Regions from separate parts of the Macaca mulatta genome. Here region 2 is linked to region 1. Evidence: chromatin contacts called from public Hi-C data. All regions are on one chromosome and are shown on one strand. The core of a region is the stretch at or near the end of the contact, and the rest is flanking DNA. Distances in the headings are between cores, read along the strand shown. Region 1 overlaps ASIC2 (acid sensing ion channel subunit 2). Region 2 overlaps ASIC2 (acid sensing ion channel subunit 2).

Region 1 (5,457 bases), core at 2,483-4,982:
CTCCCTTGCTCCCTTCTTCCTTTTCTTCTTTCCTCCTTCAGCATTTACAGAGTATTTGCTAGGTTTGGGAGTGCTGTGTTGTGGCTCAGGGATATAAAGATGAGTACAACAAGACCTTTCTCAAGGATGTTCCAGTATTTGAGGAGATGAAGCCTGTAACTGTAGATGGTCCAGTGTACTAACAGGAATCACAACCTGTCTGCCTCGACACTGTGTGGGCAGTGTGACAGCATTACCTCCGGCCACCGCCTGCAGGCCATGGCAGCCCAGTGGAGAGAGAAGACAGAGTCTGCCTGCCTAGGGAGGGGTTGGCCATCCCAGGGAGGTGGGACCAATCTAAGTTGGACCTCAAGCAAGAGTTTCCTTCATAGTGCTTTCCATGCAGCGGAAACATTTAAGCAAAAGGGTGAAGGCAGGAGAGTACATTTGAGAAAGGAATTCCTGATAAGTCAGGTGGGGTACACAGCACACCTGAAGGTGGAATGATGTGGCAGGTAGGAGCCTGAAGAGCATTTACTAGGTTTGCTCAAGCTTGAAGCTGCTCCAGGCTGCCTTCAGTTTCTGGGCTTATCCTTCCAACTTGGCACTGCCTCCCATGTCAGCCTCCTATGGTGCAGACCCCTGGAATAGCTCCCATCACTCACCAGCACCATCATCTCCAGAAAAAGGCCTGCCAATATTTACCCATGGGAGGGTGACCTCTTAAACTTCTGAGGAGTTTTGGCCGTGAATGGAGTTCAGTTGACAAAATGTCAGAGCCAACCTCTAGAGCTGGAGTTGGTTCCAATCTCAATCCTTTCACGAGTGGGGATCTTTGGGCCAGTTCCTTCAGCTTCCCAAGCTGGTTTTTGTTGTTAAGTTATAACAGTGCCTCCTATAGGAATGTTGGGAGAAAGATGTGAGTTAATGAACATAAAGTGCTTAGCACAGCGTCTGGCACAGGGTAAGCATCCAGTAAATGTCAGTTGTTTCTATCAAGAGAGGGGAGGAAGGTAGAACGGAGGGAGGGTGGGACAGGATGCTGGGGTCAGATCACACCTGCCTGGAACTGACTTTGGACTTTAGCACGTAGGTAATGGGGATCATTTAAAGGTTATAAGCCAAGACCTCAGATTTCACCCCCTTTAGGCTCCAACCCCCTTTTTGACTATGGACATTGGCAAAACCTATGGGGCAAGCTTCATAATGTCCACTTCACAGATGAGTCAAGTGAGGCTTAGGGAGATTCGTCTTTTCCTCAAAGCCAATCTGCTCGTCAGCCACAATCCCAAGTCTGGTTTCCTGAACTCTGTGTTCTGTGCTCTTCTCTCCCACACTGCTCACTAACAGACTGACAGACGGCATCATGCCAGCCTTGCCCAGGCTCCAATTAGCAGACAAATCGGAACTGGCTGGTGGGGCTGCGTGCCTGCTGCAGTTGTGTTTATCATTCATCAGAGAAGAGAAGCGACCTGCCAGGCCGGCAAGTCAGGCCCTGTGGAGAGAAGATTTAAGGTGATGTAGCCTATGGGGCTGGTCCTGGGTATGATAATTTGGATTGTCGGATATGCTTAGGAACAGAGTATTTCAGCAATTCACTGCAAGCTGAATATAGCCCTTGCCCAGGGAGTGCTTTGAGTACTTAGAGAACTGGTAAAAGCAAGGCGAGACTGGGAACCAGGAGGCCTGGGTTCTGCCCTAGCCTTGTCATTACAATAGGGGAGAAAGCACATCTTGTTTTAATTTCTGGGTTTCAGAGTCCTTCTGTGTAAAAAGAAGAGTTTGGGAAAATTCAGCTTGAGAGAAGCTAGTACTGTAGTGGGGTTATGGGAAAATTCCGATCCCTTCTCTTTAAATAGCCCTCCAGAGGGAGGTAGTAGCTGTGGGGTAGCACAGAGCAGTGAAATGAGCATCTATCTGCATTTGAGTCTGGACTTTGCCTGTAACTCACTGTGTGACCTGAGGTTTTCCAGGCCTGTTTCAGAACCTGAGTTCTTGCATCTGTACAGCAGGTGGGTTGGGCCAGAGCAGAGATCTCTAACTGATGACCTGTGAGCTAAATCTGACCTGTGGATGAGACTCATTTAGTTCCCAGACAGATTCGTCTTTCTAATTATTACCCATTTTTTAAGTGACCCAATATTTAAAAGTTGGAAGAATTCACACACAATTCTGTATTCCTAAGTTTTCTTGAAAAAGCAGAGGGTAGCCTGGCATGGTGGCTCATGCCTGTAATCCCAGCACTTTGGGATGCTGAGGGTGGGAGGATGGCTTGAGAATAGGAGTTTGAGGCCAGCCTGGGCAATATAGTGAGACCCCGTCCCTACAAAAACTAAACAGAATTAGTTCGGTGTGGTGGTGCGTGCCACACCCAACTAATGGGTGGAAGGATTGCTTGAGCCCAGGAGGTCGAGTCTGCAATGAGCTGTGATGGTGCCACTGCACTCCAGCCTGGGCAATAGAGTGAGGTCTTGTCTCAAAATAAAATTAAACATTAAATTTTTTTTAAAAAAGGAAACAAAGGGCTTAGTCACACTGAGCCCCCATTCACACTGGGAGCACACACTGGCATGTTCCTTTGGACTGATGGCCGCTGCCGGTTCCCATCATTACCACTCTGCACACTGGGCTCATTCATGTCACCAGCTTCCGGAAGCATCTGAGAGTGCAACCCCTGCACAAGGCCTTGTGAACCCACATTCTCTGCCCGTAGGCAGGAACATGTCACCCTGCTCTCTGAGACAGAGACCCAACCCCTCCTGGGGGCCATGCACCCTCCCCAGTAAGGCCATAGAATCTGTTATCTGCATCTCCACACTTGCTTAGATGACTGTATTACAGCACACAGCAATTATTACAGATTTTCACATGTAAATTTATGTTAATGTAGTGAACACGCCTTTTCAAGCTACTGCACCCTTTTGGAGATGTTGAGCCTTTTCACAGACAGGTGCCCACCCCACCCACCCCATCCATGCCCCCTCCAGCTCTGTGGCTCCAAAACTCTGTGGCTGTCCCTCTAATTCTTGGTTCATCGGCCATACCCAGAGTGTTCAACCGCCATACAAAAGCAAGATAAGGACACACAAAACTGACAAGCAATGACTCTCCAGTAGTGGGTAGTTCCTTTCCTGGATGCTGCTTTTATTTCTGTCTCCTGCTCAGTCTCTTTTGGCTTTAGACACACACCCATGTTCTTGGAAACTCCTTTGGATAATGGCTGCCACCTCCAACTCAGCATGTCCCATCTAGACTCATTGTCACTTCCCCTACCTCTATCCTTGCTCCTTTTCCCTAGTTCTTTATTTCAATGACTGGGCACCACCCAGTTGCCCTAGCCAGAAAATGGGGAGTCATCTTCTATTTCTCCCTTTCACCTATACTCTAAAGCCCATCAAAACCAAGTTTTGGTGATTCCACCTTTTTGAAGGTGTCCACTTCCTCCCAGTCTCACTGCCCACATCCAAGTCAAGGCCATTACTGCCTCTGGCCTGGACTTCTGCAATAGCCGGAGAACTTGGGATCCCCTTATTCACACTCACTCTACTACCCTCCAATCCCATTGCACAAGCCAGCATGGTCTTTGAAAAACCCAAATCTGATCATGGCAGCCTATATTTAAAATCTTTTCACTCTTAAGATAAAGACCCAAGTCCCTAACAAGGCAGGATGTGGGTGCTCTGTGTACAGTAGGTTTGGAGGCATCCTCATTTGCCACAAAACTCACAGTCACCAAAAGAACCAAGCCTGGGGCTTCCAGGAAGCAGCTCATGTGGTAACGTAAACCACAGAGATCAAGAGGGCTGCCCAGCCCTTGTCATTGCAATAAGGGGAAAGCACATCTTATTTTTATTTCTGATTTTCAGTGTCCTGTGTAAAAGGAGGAGTTTGGGAAAATTCAGCTTAATAGTGGGTAGTATTGTAATGAGGTTACAGAAAAAATCAGACTACTTTTCTTTAAACAGACCTCCACAGAGAGTTCTCAATGGTTCTAGGAGCTCAGTCTGACCAAGATCAGGGTGAAACTCTGCAGTCACTCTGTGCTGAAAGAGAAGCACCTGTCAGTGCTCCTCAAGATTTCTTAAAAAGTCACCTCCAGAGGCTAGAGCCTGGAAGAACTGAGTCATCATTATTTTGACTTGAAAGCAGGGACAGAAGCTTCTCCATGGACCAGGTTCCAAGGCTAGTTGGTCATAGCTGTAGGCAGTCTGTCCCTTAGCATTAGTTGTCCTTGATCTTAGAACCTTAAGACTGAGGAGGAGAACGCTTCTTTCCACTTATTATTATTGCTCCCACTGGGTACTGAGCCTGCAGAGTTATAGTGTGAAGAGAGATGAGCATTTACAAAAATAAAAGGAGAAGAAGAAGATGAATGAGTCTCAGAAGGGAGTGAATCCACCAGATTTAAAAAGAGACCAGGGAAAGGACCCTAGTACCATCACACCTACACTCCTGCTTACTCTAGCCGGGTCCAAGCTTGAAGCTGCTCCAGGCTGCCTTCAGTTTCTGGGTTTATCCTTCCAACTTGGCACTGCCTCCCTTGCCAACCTCCTATGGTGCAGACCCCTGGAATAGCTCCCATCACTCACCAGCACCATCATCTCCAGAAAAAGGCCTGTCAATATTTACCCATGGGAGGGTGACTTCTTACTTCTGAAGAGTTTTGGCCATGAATGGAGTTCAACTGACAATCTGTCAGTACCAGCTGGTAGCCCCAGCCTCTGTTCAAACTGGAAACCTGAGGGCCAGGGAAGGGAAGTGACTCGGCCAAGGTGAACATGGTGAACTTGGCTCCAGGAACATGTATCCTGTTGTCTGGTCTTGTGCTCTTTGCATTATATGAAATAGTTTTGTTGATCATTCTACAAAGTAATGGAATTTTCAAGCTAAATTTTAGCATGGGATTCTTGGGGATGGGTATAAACGATGAGGGTGCTGGCATGGCAGGACTGCTTTAGGAAGAAGAGAAACTAGTAAGAGTAAGAGTAGAATATTTTTGTTGTTCTCGATTGCACCAATTTTAGCTTTTATTTTCATTAAATCACTCTCCTGTGTTGTTTTTCATTTATTTTATGATTCTTTATCTAATTTCTTAGGTTGATTACTTAGTACAATTATTTTTAGCTTTTCACAAGAAATAATAGAGGCATTGAGTGCTATAAAATGTCCTTTGAGTACAGCTTTAGCTGTGTCCCATAGGCTTTGATGTGGAGTGTTCTCCTTTTCATTACTTTCTAGATAATGCATAATTTCTGTTTTTATTTCTTTTTTGAGCCAAGGATTACTTAGGAAAATATCTCTTAATTTCAAAATAGTTAAGAGTTTTGAGGCCATTGGAGACAGAATGAAGAGGAGTTGGCTCCAAAGAAGAGACAAGCAATTAAAGCCAACTTCCCAACTTCTGTCTGGTGCCAGCTAGGTTGGGCATTTTTGTCCTATCTTTACTGATTTGGGGCAGTAAGAGGTGAGAGGAAGTTG
Region 2 (5,517 bases), core at 1,003-3,502, 150 kb after region 1:
TATCTAGACATCTCTTCCCTGACTCTTCACCTGGGAAAGTATGTTTTGTGTTTGGATCTCAGCTCAATTGACCTTTTCAAGGAAGTGGTCTCTGGCCTCCCAGTCAAAGTCAAAGCCTCCTAGTCTATGCTCTCTGTCTCAGCAGCCTGGGTTTTCCTTCATTGCATGCCTCACAACTGATACTGAAACATTCATTCGTGTGATTCCTTGGCTTGTTTCAATATGCCCCACCCTGCAGTTTGGTAGTTTCCAAAGTGGAGTATACAACATGATCCAATGAGAGCTGAGAAGATAAAATGAGAATTCCTGCTGACATTTACTCTGATCTAAAAATGTAAAATTAAGCCTCACATATTTCATATACACATTGACACTAGTGCCTCCACCTGGCCCATTGTCAGGCAGCCAAGTGTCACATATGGCCCCTGAGCATCCAGAGAAGAGTGGGAAAAAGTCCAAGAAATGGACAGTTGACAGAGCAGAGCTCCCCTCTTATTTAACTTGCAGATATATTGTGATGGATTCAGTTCACGTGTTCCCAGCAAAGAGGATTTTTACAATATATTATTGAGTTTTAGTTAAATCAACCCTTGCAAAATAGACAAGTGGCTTCAAAAGATTCCTGTAAGAAACCGTGAGCTGAAAATGACATGAGCAACGCAAGCACAACAATCTTCCTGGTGGTCTCTCACCATCAGCGAGATTTCTAGGCTAAAAATCACCCTGATCTAATCAGGTCCAAAAAGAAAAAGCCCCAAAAGCTGCAATTGTTAAAATGACTCTTTGAAATATCTAAGTGTATAATATCATTCATGAGGTTTTGTCAATAAAGAATTTTAAGCAGATATTGTTTATTTCATCTCTTCCTCATTGTTTGAAAGTTTCTATTTTGTGCATGTTTTATTATTTTCACAAACTATTGGAAATGTGGTCCATATAAACAATTTATGCAAAAATGCATATACATATTTTGAGATGTGCTCAAAATTATGTACTGATGGGGCTGTCGAATTCCAACTCTGTAGACAATGGCACTATGATGTAAAGCCACAGAGACCAAAGACCATAACATTATACTTATCGTTGGCACAGAGGGTAGGGTAGGAATGGTGTGCCCATGTTGAAGGTTGGTGTTTAGGTTCTTCAGGGCGGGTGTTTCTACTTGAAACTATAGGACATATTGAGGCCAGATCTTGAACAAATTAACAATCTTTTAAGAAAAGCCAAGGTTTCAATGCAAAGCAAATCTGGCTGCCAACACTCTTGATTCAGACATTGCAGTTAGAAAATCATCTTTTGTTGCTTAAGTATGCTCTCAGAATCTCTCTTCACAATCTACATTGAAACAGATTATCCAAGTATATTTTCCAGGCAAGTTTGGTGGTCTCTCAACAGAAGAAATTCTGGTGAATAAGATTTTCTCCATCTAATTGCACAATGAATGGAGGAGGCAGAATTAAATATTCAGAGATCTCAAGGGGACACTGGGAGAGGGAGCATCTCCCTGTGGCTGCATTAGCCAAATTGACTTCTGCTTCTCTCTCCAGAGACTGTCTGGGCCTCGCCACCTCAGCAAAACCTTCCCTAAGTGCCCAGGCTGGGTTACGGGCCCCTTCTCTGTGGATGCCAATGACTATGTATTTCTTGGGAAATACAGAGTATTACATACAGTGACATACAGTTACATACAGTGTGAACTCTTGGCCTTCTTTTCCATGTCTCTGGCACCCGACGTGAGAATAGATGTCTAGTGGATGTTTCATAAATGTCAGAACCATCTTGTCATTTGCTCATTTTTCCCCCACATAATCATATTGTTGTTTCCTGGTTTGATTATAAGCTCCTGGGGGACAGACCTTTGTTTCTACTACTGGTATGACCATATATTTTGTACACAGTAGGCACTCAATTACTACTACTTGTTGATTGATTGACAGATTGCTAAAGGATTGAATTCCCAACAACCAGTACAATCGCTGGCAGAAAAGGAAAAGTTAAAACAAAATTAAGAAATGGGCAGAGTTTGGGGAGATTTTGAGTGTGTGGGTGGCAGAGGGTACTTTTAGGTTGGGGTCACAGTGCAGCAGCCAGAGCACCAAAGCACAGATATTCTAGAACTGGGGTTCTACACCACAGGCAGACTACTACTGTGAGAGCTAAGAGGCTCAAAGCCCCCAGAGGGTGACTCATTCTCCCAGCCCTCCACCTCCTCCTGCCTGTCCAGGTCATCTTAATCATCCCATTACCAGAAGGGCTGGAGGAATCATCTAGAAGGCTGGAAGTGACTGGGGAGCATCTGCTGAGTTGTGAGAGCTGCTCGGAGGATTCCTTGTCTGTCCCAGCCCACCTCTTCCACCCACCTTATGCTGTCACCCCATGTGCAGAACTGGACCTCCATTCAGCTCTTCTGAGCAGAAGGAGCAGAAAGCATCCTATCTCTGCCCTGGCCTGGAAGGGACAGTGCTCCCCAGCATGGTTCCAGGGGCTTGCTAAGGTCTGCTGCCCCAGAATTGTTTCTCTGCTGGTCTGCTGTGGTTTGGGTTGCCAGATAGAGTGCAAGATGCCCAGTTAAATTTGAATTTCAGATCAATAAATAACAATGGTTTAGTATAAGAACGTCCCATACAATATTTGGGACATCCTCATATTAAAATATTATTTGTTGTTTATCTGAGATTTAAATTTAACTGGGTGACCTGTTTTTTATTTGCGGAATCTGGCACCCCTTGTTGTGGCCTAAACAGATTGCCTATGGGACCTAGTCAGAAAGCAGAATCAGCACAAAGTGGGTGAGATGGCGTGAGTCACTGATGAGATAAGAATGCTTCTAAATCTCAGCCAGAAACCACCTACTGGATGCACAGTGATGTGCTTGTGTGCATCTGGCAGCTTGGAAATTCTACCATGCCCTTGCCAAAGGCATGCTCAGATGCAGGTGTGGTTGGCACAGTTTCTAGAGAGTGCATGGTTAGGTGCTTCTAGCAATATGGGAGGGGAGGAGGGAGGAAGAAAAGGAGGAAGACAGTGTGCACATGTGCTTTGTGGTTATTGGTAAGTAAGCAGAAACACCCACACAACGGAAGTGCATAGAACACAAGGCTATTAACCTTATACACACGTTTTTCTCTCTGTCCTGTTTTTCTTCCTTTTCACTAATCCTTTCTTTTCTTGCTTTACTTACTTACTTACACAGTCAATGATGGTAGTAAAATGGCCATGTTGCAGAATACAGAAGGGTGTGGGCTTCCAAACCAGACAGCTTGGGTTTTGTTTCCAGCTCTGTTGCTTATTAGCTGTGTCATTTAACCTTTATGAAAACCTGTGTTAGTTCTCTATTGCAGCTGTAACAAATTACCAAAAACTTAGTAGCTTCAAAAAACACACATTTGCTAGCTTACAGTTTTACAGATTAAAAGAACTAGCCTTCTTCTTACTCGGCTAAAAGCAAGGGTTCACTGGGGCTCACTCGGCAGAAATCTAGTTGTCAGAAGGTCACCGGGATGGTCCCAAGGGAAAAATGGGGAAATTTTATTTCCCCATTTTGGCCTGATGCCACACACAACCTCGTGACCACTGTCGTATACCAGAGAAAGTCCAGGCCCACTCAAAACCAGTGCAGACTGGAGCAGGAAACCTACACTTACCTTCAGATCATCAACACATTATTATAATACTGAAAAATCCTCCCCTAAAAGGAGATCACAGCCATTTTGCATACGTATGATGTAGGAAGAAGCATGTTTGTGAACAATGCTGGTGTGTCTAGAACTCTACCCTGTGCCTGCCCGCATACCTCCCTGTCCAGCATAAACCTCCCATTGCTCCCCCTGCCTAGAGAGAAGACGTCTTTAGAGCAAAAGCTCCCCTTCTCCATTCTTTGGCCATTGAATACAATCTGATCACCTCTCCAACTGAACGTTCTGGTTTTGCAGCCAGTATAAAGTAGAAAAAGAACACAGCGTACTGGTGCCAAGAAGGGCTGCATTCCTTTCTGGAAGCTCTGGGGGAGAATCCATGCTTGCCTTTTCCAGCTGTTAGAGGCTGCCCACATCCTGTGGGTCAGGAGCCCTTCCTCCATCTTCAAAGTCAGCAGTAAGGGGCAAAGTTCTTCTCATGCTGCCATCTCCCTGGTTCTCTGCAGCCAAGAAAGAGTTCTCCAATTTTAAGAACTTCTGATGAGATTGGACTCACCTGGATAGCCCAGGATGATCTTCCCGTTTCAAGGTCCTTAAACTTAATCATGCCTGCAAAGTCCCTTTTACCACATAAGGTCACATATTGACAGGTTCCCAGGATGAAGGCATGGATGTCTTTAGGAGGCCCTTATTCTGCTGACCTCAACTTTCACATCCTTATCAGTGCCTATGTCAGAGGCAGCTGTGAAGGCAGAGGAGCTAGAACATGTAAAGTGCTGGGACAGTCTGGTAAGTGTTCATCGTTACTGCCCCTGCTGAGCCAGGCCTTGTGCTTGGTGCAGTTAGCAGATGCAAAGGTAAATTCCCCCATACCCTTCCAGATGTTGCCAGTGTAGAAGGCGGCTTCTTGGTAACACTGAATTTCCCTTCCTTGAATCTATGCTCACCAGGAGGCTTCTGAACTGCATCTGGTCCTGCAACAGACACCACCAGGAGGAAGTAGCCCATGCAAGTGGTCTAGCATGCGCCCAGCATCCTCCATCTCTGAAGACAAACTTCAATATCAGACTTTGGGTTTGTTGATCTATCTCTTTTGCACTTGGTTGTTGGAAGTCTGTTCCCTAGAGGGTCATCCTCGGATAAGTGATGAAATTTCATATCTGTGAACTTGAAAAGTGTGGACACACAATGCCTGCCTCAAGGTTCAGCCACTCTAGAAATCTATCCCAGGCACCACACATCCTTTCATTGGAATAGAGCAACAACTGTTTGCAACATGTAAAGATGTTATGTGAAAAGGGTAATGTATTACCCCAGCAGTATAGCTACCTGTGCTCATTTTCACATGAGCAAAGTCCAAGTCAGCAGATCCAAATAGATGTACTCATAAGTGTGTGTGTATGTATATGGGATAAGTGTGTGCATATATCTAACTAGATAGGTAGGTAAGTAGATAGGTAGAGAGATAGAGAGACATGGAAGAGATTCCTCATTTCCTTCATCTTCAGCAGCAGAAGCATCTTTACTATTCATCACAACAATTTTTATAACCTAATTAGCATTTCCCAGGTGTCTCTAGCTATACCACTGACCAGCTTGTGTTAAACCTCTGCCCTCAAGTATAGAGAAGAACGTCTGTGGATATGGAAGCTTATGTCATTAAAAGATGTTTCACTGGGAACAGTGGGGGTTGGGTGGGTGGCAATGGAAACATTAAACAAATGCATAATACAGAATAAGTTGGTGAGATTTTGATTCATGTTTGGTTCCTGCTGCTGTAGATATTTTCCCCTCCTGTTTTGTTTGTTTATTGTGTTTTTGTTTCTTTGCCTGCCTGCCTGTTTAGATAAAACAGGATAAGACAAACAACCTACAGAGGCTT

Evidence for each region. A called contact is a pair of places that touch in the nucleus more often than the background predicts.
Region 2: a Hi-C map of spermatogonia shows a contact between it and region 1, with 2.2 times the contacts expected there. The contact joins two enhancer-like sites. A contact is called at or near these places in 2 of 14 Hi-C or Micro-C datasets (fetal cortex germinal zone and spermatogonia).

The regions. Positions count from the first base shown.
Region 1 is chr16:43,053,424-43,058,880 of T2T-MMU8v2.0, forward strand. The region is part of intron 1 of ASIC2 (acid sensing ion channel subunit 2); the gene reads right to left. Among named protein-coding and RNA genes, the nearest start is that of SPACA3, 510 kb to the left of the region's middle. Within about 2 kb of position 3,733, at least 4 of the 40 cell types and tissues checked have an H3K27ac peak or open chromatin away from gene starts, as enhancers often do.
Region 2 is chr16:43,207,794-43,213,310 of T2T-MMU8v2.0, forward strand. All of the region lies in intron 1 of ASIC2 (acid sensing ion channel subunit 2), which reads right to left. Among named protein-coding and RNA genes, the nearest start is that of ASIC2, 480 kb to the right of the region's middle. Within about 2 kb of position 2,253, at least 4 of the 40 cell types and tissues checked have an H3K27ac peak or open chromatin away from gene starts, as enhancers often do.